Regions from separate parts of the Columba livia genome. Here region 1 is linked to region 2. The links are chromatin contacts, called in public Hi-C maps. All regions are on one chromosome and are shown on one strand. Each heading gives the region's core, a stretch centred on a gene start, on an enhancer-like site or on the middle of the called end of the contact. The rest is flanking DNA. Distances are from core to core; before and after follow the strand shown.

Region 1 (5,916 bases), core at 2,926-5,425, 48 kb after region 2:
ACAGCTCCCAAGTAACACATGGCATGTCCTGCACAGCTCTCATGCAAAATTATCTGTATTTACCCACACTCCCCCTTCCAGAGCAATGCACAAACAGGTCTCTGCAGAGCCAGCCTCCCACAGCCGGCCCACGTCCAGCCCAGCCTTACATGGCCGCTTCACTGAAAGGAGACAGTTTGCACAGGGCTTCTCTTCAGCACAACAAATTGCCCCAGGGGTCTGTCCCTCACCACTGAGACAGGCTGGCAGGCCTCACAAGGCCAAAGGGTTGTTTAGGAAAGAGCAGGGACTCTTCTCACTGGAGGGGAAAAATCACAGCTCGTGGATATCAAGGCAGTGCCACTGAGGGTGCTTAAATTGAGCAGCTGGTTGCAATAAAAGCCTGAGGGACTCAGGAACCACGGAGCTGTTGAGAGCTTGCTCTTCACGTACATCTGCATGTGCAAAGCACAATATCACCTTTCAGGCACTAGTCTAAGGCAACAGTCCTGTTCTATCCTGTGTAACCAAACAGCACTCAGCCAAGATTACCAGCCAAAGCTATCAGCTTTATAGGCCCATCCATACATCCACATGAGTTACACGCCTCTCTTGAAGCAGTCATTTCTCAACAAGTCCAAGAGACAAAGATGCCTGGAAAAGCCCGTCCTGCAGCTCCGTAGTGATTCTTCAGGAGCGATGTGTATGATGCTCAATTTCAGTCCCAACGGATTTATATTCACACCAAATAACAGACTGAGAGGATCTGTTCCCTGCTATTTTAGAAAAGTAGGGTTGCTCTCACCATGGAAGGCAAAGGAACACACACGTGGCAGGGGGAACATCTCCACAGATATCAAACTCAGGAAGTTCTTCCGTTGGATCTTGGATAAGGGGCTCACTCCTTTCTGCCCTGACCACCCCAGCTGTCCCACTGAAGGCAGGACATAACTCATTTGAGGGAAATTCAGAGCAGATTGCTTTGGGAAACCAACACCAGCATTCCTTCCTCATCATGGCAAATTGCTTCTACTAGCAAATTCCCCAGCAGCACCCTTGCATCTCACTGATTAATTGCTGTTACTAATAAGATACACAAAATCGAGCCCTCAAACCCTAATTTGATGGTGTAGAATGAATCCATTATATTCCCACAGGATCCAACAGCCCTGGCTGTACATTGGGAAGCAGCATAAGGGACACAATGGAGCTCTTCCAAAAGGCACATGTAAGGAAAAGGAAAAACAAACAAACAACAAAAAACAAACAAACAAACAAAGAACAAGTTCCACAGAATACCTGGGGATTATAGAAGCAGGTCCCAGCTCTGGAAAGGAGTAGGCAGACCTCAGCTCCTTTTCACAGAGCCAGAATCCAACGCTCACTGTACACGGCAGTACAGGTGGCTTTTGGCTTTTTTGACAGAGGTCTCTGCAGAATATGGATCAACGAACGGCTCTTCAGCAACAGCTACAAAGCATGTTTCAGTGGCAGTCCACAAGCTGCATTAAATGCAGCACATGCATGCACAGGCACACACTGAGGTCATGCACAAACACCAAGGACTCTCCTCTAGACAGCTCGGAGGAAGCCAAGTAGGTTTTTCGCTTGCTTTGCAAGGGAAGAATATTGTGTTCCTTGGTATTAAACAGGCATCTCAGGGGACCTCTGACCTGAACCACAGTTTTGAGAATAGGATTTCACGCTGGGACTGACCATTAGATAAAGTGTCATGTATTTCCCCTGCAGTTTTTACACGCTCTTCACTCCAGCAGCTAACTTTTGAAGCATTACTGTTCTGAGACAAATGAACGCACTTTGCAGTCATGGATTACAAGAATTTCTTATTTATTAGTGAGTTTTCACAAAGGGGGAGGGATTAAGCTTTCTATTTATGGACAGAAAGAGCTATGCAAAGCCTGAGTGATTTGCCCAGAGTTACAAGTGAATCAGTGGCAGGGACAGCAGGATGTACCCTGACTCAGAGGCGCCTGCTGTCAGCACAAGGCAATGCCACCCAGATCTTCTTCTCCCTGCAGGCAGGGTTAAGTCATCCTCCTCTCTCATGACACCAGTCAATTCCCAGTGAGTGACTATCTGTCAGGAGTTCTCCGCAACGCCAAGAAGAATGATGGATTTTTCAGGTTAGAAGCCCTTATACCCCAGGCAAGACATCCCCAAGGGAAGGGGTCTGAGGCACACAAAGGAGGAACATAGAGAAAAGGGCATCCCAGGCCTGGAGAACGCAGAGCCCACCTGAACAGAGCCCACCTCCAAGAGACGCCTCACATCCTACATCTTTCAGACCAGCCTACCCTTCTCACATGCTCATAGAACTCTCCTTTGCAGGGCCAAGAACAATTGCTTACACAGAAGAACAGGTCTTTTGTGTATCGTTAACTGCTGGTAACATGGAGGAAGAGGCAGTATCATGTTTCTCCTATCATCTGTAACAGCACCACACGCCACAGTGTGGGAAATCCCAAAAGCTTTCTGATACAGACTGAATACACAAGCAAAAAGTGTGCGTTTCAGAAGAGCAACCTGGGCTTTAGCAAGGATCTCCAGCACAGTAGAGATCCCAATTAAAAGACAGACTACAATCACATATTGGTTTCTCTGCATCACTCTACAGTTACACCAGGTCTCCCAAAGCAGTATTGTTAGTACAGATGGAACCTCAGGCAACAAAGTTAAAGCATGCTGGCCAAACCACACAGTACTCACCTTGCTGCCTATATCTTCACGCTTGTTCCCAGGCTTGCTTCTCCTTAGCTTAATGGAAGGTGAGCGAAGTAGATTTTTGATCCGACTTGTTATTGTAGACCCTTCGACCGACATCATCTCCAGGTGCCAGGAGGATATTCACCCCACACACAAACTGTGCCTGGGAAACAAGCCCAGGTTTGAGGCAGAAATACTGATGTGCTCAGCTTTGCTTACACTTGTTCACATATCTCTCAGCGATTCTGCTCGGGAACTCCACTCCTGTTACACTGCAAAGCTATTCACAGAGGCTGGCAGACTTTCCTTTTGCAGATTCCAGAGGATCAAATCAGCAGTAATCTAAACTGAAAGATGCACCCACGGGTCAATACGACATTCGCAATAAATTCTAGTCTCATTCTTTGCAAGAAATGCCAAATGCAAGAGTTTATGATAATTGATGGGTGCGGTATTACTTATTCCCAGAGGCTTCCATGAAAATTATCATCCTTTTACTATTCATTAGCACATCTAAACCAATTCCCAGATCAAAAGTTTAGGTGTTTTACACTTCAGTATCATCTTATGACAAAGACAAAAATTCCCAGCACTGGAGTCCATTAACAGGGTCCATCCAGCCCCTTGCTTTTGCTCCATACACACCCATTCCACCTTAGGCTTCACAGTCTGGAAAGCACAACGCTGTACTTGATCACTGAACACCAATTCACAGAAGCACACCGACAATAAACATGAGGGAGTTTTTAAGTCTCACAAATTTAGCTCTGCTTTAAGTACCCGCATACATACAGTGGGTGCTATCTGATTAATAAAGACATACAGCATTTCACATCCCCACACCTTCTTTTTAAAGAGGGACCAACGAGGAACTGTAACTGCTGTCAACGATTTACAGACCCCCGGCTAAAACCTTCGCCTTTCCCAAAGCTCCGGCGGTGAAGGAGGGAAGGGGGAAAAGAGGGATCCAGCCCAAGCCTGCAGTAAATTATCCTCCAGGCTTCCGTGCAAAATGGGGGCGGGGGGAAAGAGAGCGAGAAAGAGAGAAGGGGAGAGAGCGCGGAGCAGAGGAACGTTCAAGCCGGCACAGTCACAGCTGCTCTCCCCGCGGCGGCAGCACCGCGGGCTGGGAGACGCGTCTCCTCCGCCCCCCCCAGCCTAACCCGCCGAGTTAAACCTCTCTCTCCTACCTGGTGCCCAGGAGCAGCTCTGCCGGCGAGGCCGGCGACCACGGTGCCCCGCAGCGCCTGCCCAAGCAGCCGGCCGCCCCCGAGGAGGGGCCGCGGCGCGGGCCGCCCCCGCGGGCGGGGCGGGGGCCGTTCCCTCAGAGGCGGTGGCGGCAGCGAGGGGGCGGCCCTGCAGCCTCAGGCCTCAGCCAGAAGCGGGGGGCCGAGGCCGCCCGCCGAGCTCCGCGCCGGCCGCGGGAGCCCATGGGCAAGCGCCCGCCCGCCCGCGCCGCGCAGCCGCTCCCCCCGGCGGCCGCAGCACCGCCTGCAGCTCCAGGCCGGCCGGCCGCGCTACGGCGGCCCGCGCGGGTCAAAACCCGTCGCAGCGCGGAGGTGGGGGGCGGTGGAAGCAGGTGGGCCGGCGCGGCAGAGGCTGCGACTGGCGGCCGTTACTGGGCGGCCCTTAGCGGTGGAGATGGCCCTTGCCGGTGGCCGTTGCCAGGCTTTGGGGCTGGGAGTGCCGCACTGGCCGGTCTGCCCCACGCGCCTGGTCGGCCATTTGTGGCTTGGTGCCACGAGGCTCATGCAGTTCACTGTGGACGTGGAGAAGTTGCTGCATGAGCACCTTACCTCAGGGTAGCCAGGTTTGAGCGATAAAAGTCTGGTAACACTTCACATCTGGTGTTTGGATCCTTTGCTGGGGCTGCTGTGGTCACAGAGCTCGCTGGTGCGGAGGCTGCCAGCAAAGCCAAGCCTGTGTCACTGAGATGGGCGTTACGGGGTGACCGTGGGCTCCACAGCAACTGGCCAGTTCCTGCCTATGAAGAAATCCTTCTCCCCTCAGTTCTCCAAAGTCTTTGCTAGGAATCTGGCAGCCCACTGTCACATCACAATGTGGGGATGGAGCCCATGGAGTTAATTTGGATGCTTGTGTGCTGGCTCATAGCAGGTGAGAGCCTAGAAGCAAACCTAGAATAATAGAATTGTTTAGGTTGGAATAGAACTTTAGGATCGTTGAGTTCAACTGTAAAGCTAAAACTGCCAAGTCCACCTCATGGACTTTGCACAGAGAAAACTGAATAGTTGCATAGTGTAGATGAGATCATACACATTTTTCTCCTGGTGAAATACTGAAGAATTTTATAAGCACGCAACAAAATATACATCATGCCAGCAAGAAGGTTTGGCACTTCAGCTGTCTACTAGCTGTTCCTCAGGGAAGAGTTCAGAAGCCACTACACTGACTCTTGTGCTTCCCAGACAGAGACAGACAGCTGCCCTTCCATGCCTTGGCAGGTATAAACCCATGAGGGGGAGAGGGGAGGCAGATCTCACGGGCCACCAAGCCTGAATCGCTGTCAAAAGGTGCACATTTAGGATGTAGCGCTCTGAGTTCAAAGAGGCTGTACTTGTCCACACTGGCCTAACATCTCCACACCAAAGCTCTAAAGTGGAGAAAGGAAACCAGCATTTCTTAGGGTGGAAAAGTCCTGCTAGCACCTCCTTCCTTAACATGCTCTGCCATTTATTGCAATCTGTCTCTGTCCTTGGGGCATCTTTCTGGCTCCATGTTTCCTGTTGTGGGTGCCCTCCTCCCTTTCCCATCTTTGGTGACTATCCCATCTTCAATGATTAATGCAAATCCAGACTATTGATAGCACTTGCAGATGATCATTCCAAAAATGCCATCCATGAAGAGCTCCTGAAGTTCAGGCACAGATTTACCACGACAGATAATCCACATGGGCTATGGTCTTCCTCATAGTGGTGCCCATTGTGGCCAGCACACTACCACCGTCACGGCTTGTGACTATGTGAACCTGCACCACCTGAATTTCCAGAAAAGATGGTTTGCATTCGAAGTGGGATTCTGAGCAGGCACAAGTGCTTGCAGGATTAGGATCTTAAGGCTTGACTGGTCAGAAACCTGCATATATTGACAAAAGCACCTAGAGGCATAACACAGAATGTCTTTCTACTCTCTGTCTGCTCCAGTCATGCCATAATAAGCTGAAGGTAGTGATCTTAAAATGTCAGTTGCTAACCT
Region 2 (5,054 bases), core at 117-2,616:
TAACAAAACAGGCTAAAAAGCACTGAATACTGAACAAAAAACCCACATTCAGAGATGTCTTAAGGCAGTAGGCACCCAGACACCAGAAAAGGGAGAGCAGCACAGGAAGTTGAGTCTACAAGAAGGCAGAGCAGAACTGACAAGATTGATTTGTATGGCTAACCCCCAAAGCAACAAGGGCAGCCTCTGCCCACCCCCCACCATTTCCACCTACTGAATTCACATCACCCCTTGCATTGACTAACAGGGCAGATGTGTTCAGTAAGAGAGAACACAGGATGAAGAAGCCCAACAGCCCCTCTCTGCCCAGTGTCATTTGCTTTGCACAACCACAGGGTAGTGCTCCAATTGCTCCCCTCAGCTGCGGCAAGGTAATACCAGTGACAGATCACTTCCCACACAACCTTCCATGACCTGAGCCAGAAAAGCAAGCCACGCAAGAGAACAAGTACTACAACCCCAAACATGGGAACCTCAAAATGCCCACCACTCCTGCAAAAACAACACTGGTGCCTACGTGATCTCATGACATCCAGAAAAACAGGTAAGTTGTTCTCCCCACCACCTGGCAAGCATGCTGCCATCCTCATGATCTGCTGCTGCCAGTGTGGTTTGTGCCTGTCCACATGTCCAGTCTCTACTGCAGATAAGGGGACAGGACTGAGTGCCACAGAAGTTCCTCCTCAGCTCCTGCCCTGCACAGGGCCAACACAAACCCCTGCTGTGCATGGCCGACAGGTTCCACTGGCAACGTTCAACAGCCCCTTCACACCTGCCAGACTATATCTTAAAAACAACCAGCTGCATCTCTGACCTCAAGCTGCAGACGGCAGAGAAGAGATGCAATGCACAGATCTGAAAAGATATGCGAAACACTTTAAAAAACCCCAACACATAAATGGATTTTAAAAATCTGATAAGGAGCAGAGATTGTGACTGTACATTGACCATTCCAGCCCTCTCTTCTTGCATACACACAGACACCTCTGAAGCTTCAGCTTGACCAGGGGCACAGAGGAGAAGCAGAGGTCCTCCTGTCCACCTTCTGCCTGAGCCAGGGCCCTGCCTGCCCACAAGGACTGGCCACAGTCATTCACAGTGGGTCCAGCTGATCTTACTGCAACATACCCATGCTCTGCTGGAACTACCACATGCGGAAAACTCTGTCTTAGCATGGAAATCTCCAATGTTAGGTTATTTTGAGGTCTCTTTTCAAGAAGACAGAGCAGTAGTGAAGAAGGAGGATTTTTAAAACCAGCAACCCTTCTGACACCAGGCAAACTTAAGGCAGGGAGACGATTCAGGAAAGCAAATTCAGACTCTATCCTGCGCATTAAATGGATGCGGGGACAAAAGACAGCCTGGGCCCCATCTCGCCCCGGGTAAGCTGTGTGCAACTCCACAGCAGCCACGCTGGAGCCAGAGACGCAATGGCAGTGCCCTGGGGAAAGCCATGGCTTTTCACAGAGCAGCGCAATCAGGAGGCACCTTTTCTGGGAGGCAAAGGGCTAAGCCAGACAGAGATTGTGAAAGACTTGGGCAAGAAGTGCATGTGGGGAAAGCAGAGGGGAGAAAAGGGCTCAGAGGAAAACCACGAAATTTCAATCAGCTTACCAACTGGGAATGATTACAGTTGCAAGGAAGATGAAAATTATTGCAGTTAATTGTTATGGCTCATGCCTGCCTAGTCACCAGTGATTCAGCAGGAACTTCACCTTCAAAACATCCCAATTCCCTTCCAACTCTCCAATGCCAAGAGAGGAAAAATGAACAAAACTGATGGATGAGAAACCAGGGATGAAGCCCTGCCCCAGCAGAACTGGGGATAAGCCACCTCCCCTGCCTTGCAGTATATCCCATCTCTCCTCCAGCCTGCAGTGAGGCTAGGTGGAACAACGAAGTCACACAGAGCAGCAGCTGCACACACAGGCGCTGAACTGCCTGCCAGACTGCACGTCTGACAAGCTTCAGAGGACACTGGGCACTGCTGACAAATGCATGTGCACACACACACATGCATATTTATATAAATGTGTTTGTAGGTGTATATAGAGACACTTGTATACATATGGCTCCTGGCTGACTATAACACACAGAGTCCACATTTCTCCCTCCCTCTCTCCAAAACCACTCACTTCCCTAGAGGCAGGGAAGCAATGCCAGTAACACACCTACACGAAGCATTAAATCAACTGGGCTGGGAGTGGGAGTTGCAGAGCTGCGTTTTATTTCAGCACTCTTGGCAAACACTCGCTGAACACTGCAAATGAGCAGCAGCCCCAGGGGCTAGAGCAATGGGCAACTGATGATAGGAAGGCTGGAGGAATAAAAGGATCGCTGAGACAGTTCATGACATGAAAATGTGCTGATCAGTCAGACAAAGACTAAGAAGCAGTAGAAAATGGAGCCTTGAGTAGAACCTGGCCAGTCCCATATGCAGTCAAGAAGGACGAAGCAAACAGTCAGAACACAGCTAAGAAACTGAAGAGCTTTGCATCCAAGCAGGGAATACAACTTTTTCCAGGATGGATGCTACAGAATCATGGCATATGGTGTTAATTCTTGAGAAAGGACTTGTCTCTAGATGCTGAGGTCTCCTCCCAAAGTTACAGCTGTCACAGGCACATCAACAAGTAGAAGAGAACAACCCTCTGTCCTGACAGACCAGCCAAGACACCTGCTTCAGGGATCTCCTGCTCCCCAGTTGTGCTCCACCCCTCCGCTCGCTCTCAAGAGCCAGTCCCTGTCCGATCAGCATCTGGCTGACAGCCCCGGACCTGCCATTCTCAGCAACAAGCCCTAAGCTTTGTACTGAGTCTGAAAGGCCTTGGGCTCCCTGGCCTTGCTCACTCTGAACTTCTCTTGACCTGCCTGCAGCTCTGTTTTACTTGGTTGAGCTGTGACAGCAACTTCTAACTGACCAGGTGTCTATGGCTCATTTGTTTTACTTCTGTTTATCTTTGCGTGATACAACCATAGTTTTATATAAATAACAGTAACAAGTGCTTATTTCATGTAGACTGGGATATTTACAACTAACACAAAGATGTAGTGGAGAGAAATGCAGGCCTGGTATGATTAGAGTCCTTGAGAAGTAGAGAGATGCGGGATGCAGCGCAGAGGGGTGCAGGCAGGGGACGGTAAGAGAGGAGACGTGCTTGGCACAGGAGACCCCACAGCTGTGAACAACTCACCTGCGATCCACTGAAGAAATACAGATCTAGAGCTGAACAAAACAGGTTTTAGGGATTAAAAAAAAAAAAAAAAAAAAAGGAAATAATATCCAATGTGCATGAAAGACACTATACATAGTGAATTCGGAAGCAGCATGGAGCTGCAGATCAACCATGAAAGTGAAAGGTGTTAAAGTGTGTTAGTGAACCTGCACAAAGTGACCCAGGTGGACCCTGGAGAGAAGAAGAATCCAGTAACATCCACATCATACTCCTCCCAGTGAAGGGCTACAGAGGCCGAAGATTTACAGTGTTGCCCTCCAATGACTTTAAGATCCAGAAGAGCAACATACAGGTGAGCCTAACACCCAGAAAAACATATAGAAATGACGAAACGTGTTACAGTTTTAGTTGCATCATCACAACTACTGAGAATTTTTCTATATAGAACTATTCTAATGCATTATTATTTTTTTGTGTTCTGGAATAATTAGTGGTGGAGTAAAATGATTCTTTGAGTGTTAAGAATTCAGTTATACTAACAATAAATTCTTGCCTTTTTTTTTTATACACACACACAGAGCCCTTATCTATAAGGGGAGTGCTTCCTTTTTGCCCATAAACAACACTGAGTGTAACAAGACCAAAGAGGAGTGCCTCAGGGAAAAGAAAATGCAGAGGTCTAGGAGAAAGGGAAGAAATGAAAGTCAAGTTGAAGAAAAAAGAAATAAAAAAAGTTTTAAAAACCTCAGGCAAATAGCAGTTCAGAGGGAAAGGCAAGAAAGAGATAAGGAGAAGCAAAAATTACAATATCAAATCTGCCATCAAGTGCTGAGCAAATCCAGCTCTCCAGCCCAACAGTGTAACGAGAGTAAATGGGAGCTCTCCCAAAAGGCACCATGCAAGGAGTATGCAGCTTCCTGCAGAGATTCACAGACCCAGCTGGGTTTACACAGGAATATCTGGCTCTGCACTTCAGGTCTGCACCGACTTCTCTGCAAGAACAGTTCCCACCACACCACAAAGCCTCAAAAGCTGAGTAAGTGTTTTCCTTTACAATCAAATCCCAAAGGAAAAACACATCCCACTTGCAAGCAATTGGCCAACACCTCTGTTTCCAGCAGCAAGTGCAGCCGGACTATTCTTTCATTGTGCCTGTGCAGCTTGGGAGCAGGGAGAAATATCAGATCTATACATCAAACTGATTATATGGGGCAGACCAACATGACAGCTCATGGCAAATGCCTCAGGGCTTTAATTGTTTTACCACGAGCAAGCAGTGCAGTCAATATTAAAGTGGCATCAATCAAAGGAGCAAAAAAAAAAGTAATACAATTCAACCCTCACCCCATTCGCATCTAATTAACCTCCAGAAAGAAGCAGACTGAGGCATGGCTGTCTCCCAGTCTCCTCCCCACCAGCATCTCCCTGAGGAGGATGGCCAGGGGCTGGGCAGGCCCCTCCAGTGCCCATTGACCTGTGGTTGATCTCTCAGGCGTTCCAGAGCAGACGGCAAAGCCCCCACTGCGGCAGGGAAACTGGAGCAGCATTTCCCCTTGAACGCTTCAGTAAGCGCATCTCTGTAAGATCGTCAGAGACACAAAAAAAACCCAAACGCACTTCTTCGAAAGCATGGAGTTAAAGAATCATCCGCTCAACCAGTCAGTTGTTTTCTGCTCCTCCAGGCATGGGCACAGCTCACAGGTGCCTGAGGCTTCAGGCTGCCAGGGCTTGCAAAAAGGTAATAAATCCTCTGCCAACCATGTCTATCTGGAGCCCTAAGAGGTCAGGCTGGCAGGTGCTGAAAGAAGGGGCAGGGGGGAGTCAGCTTCTCCCCAGTGCCACAGCCCTGGAGAAGCCCCCTGTGGCTCCCAGGCTCAA

Evidence for each region. Hi-C and Micro-C count contacts between places; a contact is called where the count stands out from the background.
Region 1: a contact with region 2 is called in a Hi-C map of crop, with 2.2 times the contacts expected there. The contact joins the promoter of MAPKBP1 here to the enhancer-like site in region 2. A contact is called at or near these places in 2 of 2 Hi-C or Micro-C datasets (crop and liver).

Annotation. Positions count from the first base shown.
Region 1 is chr5:40,837,399-40,843,314 of bColLiv1.pat.W.v2, forward strand. It overlaps MAPKBP1 (mitogen-activated protein kinase binding protein 1), which reads right to left and starts at 4,176. Exons shown (of 31, transcript XM_065064578.1): 1 at 3,894-4,176; 2 at 2,707-3,050. The coding sequence starts at 2,823. It overlaps LOC135579588 (a long non-coding RNA gene), which reads left to right and starts at 4,315. Exons shown (of 4, transcript XR_010473009.1): 1 at 4,315-4,818.
Region 2 is chr5:40,791,920-40,796,973 of bColLiv1.pat.W.v2, forward strand. The region is part of intron 3 of MAPKBP1 (mitogen-activated protein kinase binding protein 1); the gene reads right to left. Among named protein-coding and RNA genes, the nearest start is that of MAPKBP1, 47 kb to the right of the region's middle. Within about 2 kb of position 1,367, at least 1 of the 3 cell types and tissues checked has an H3K27ac peak away from gene starts, as active enhancers do.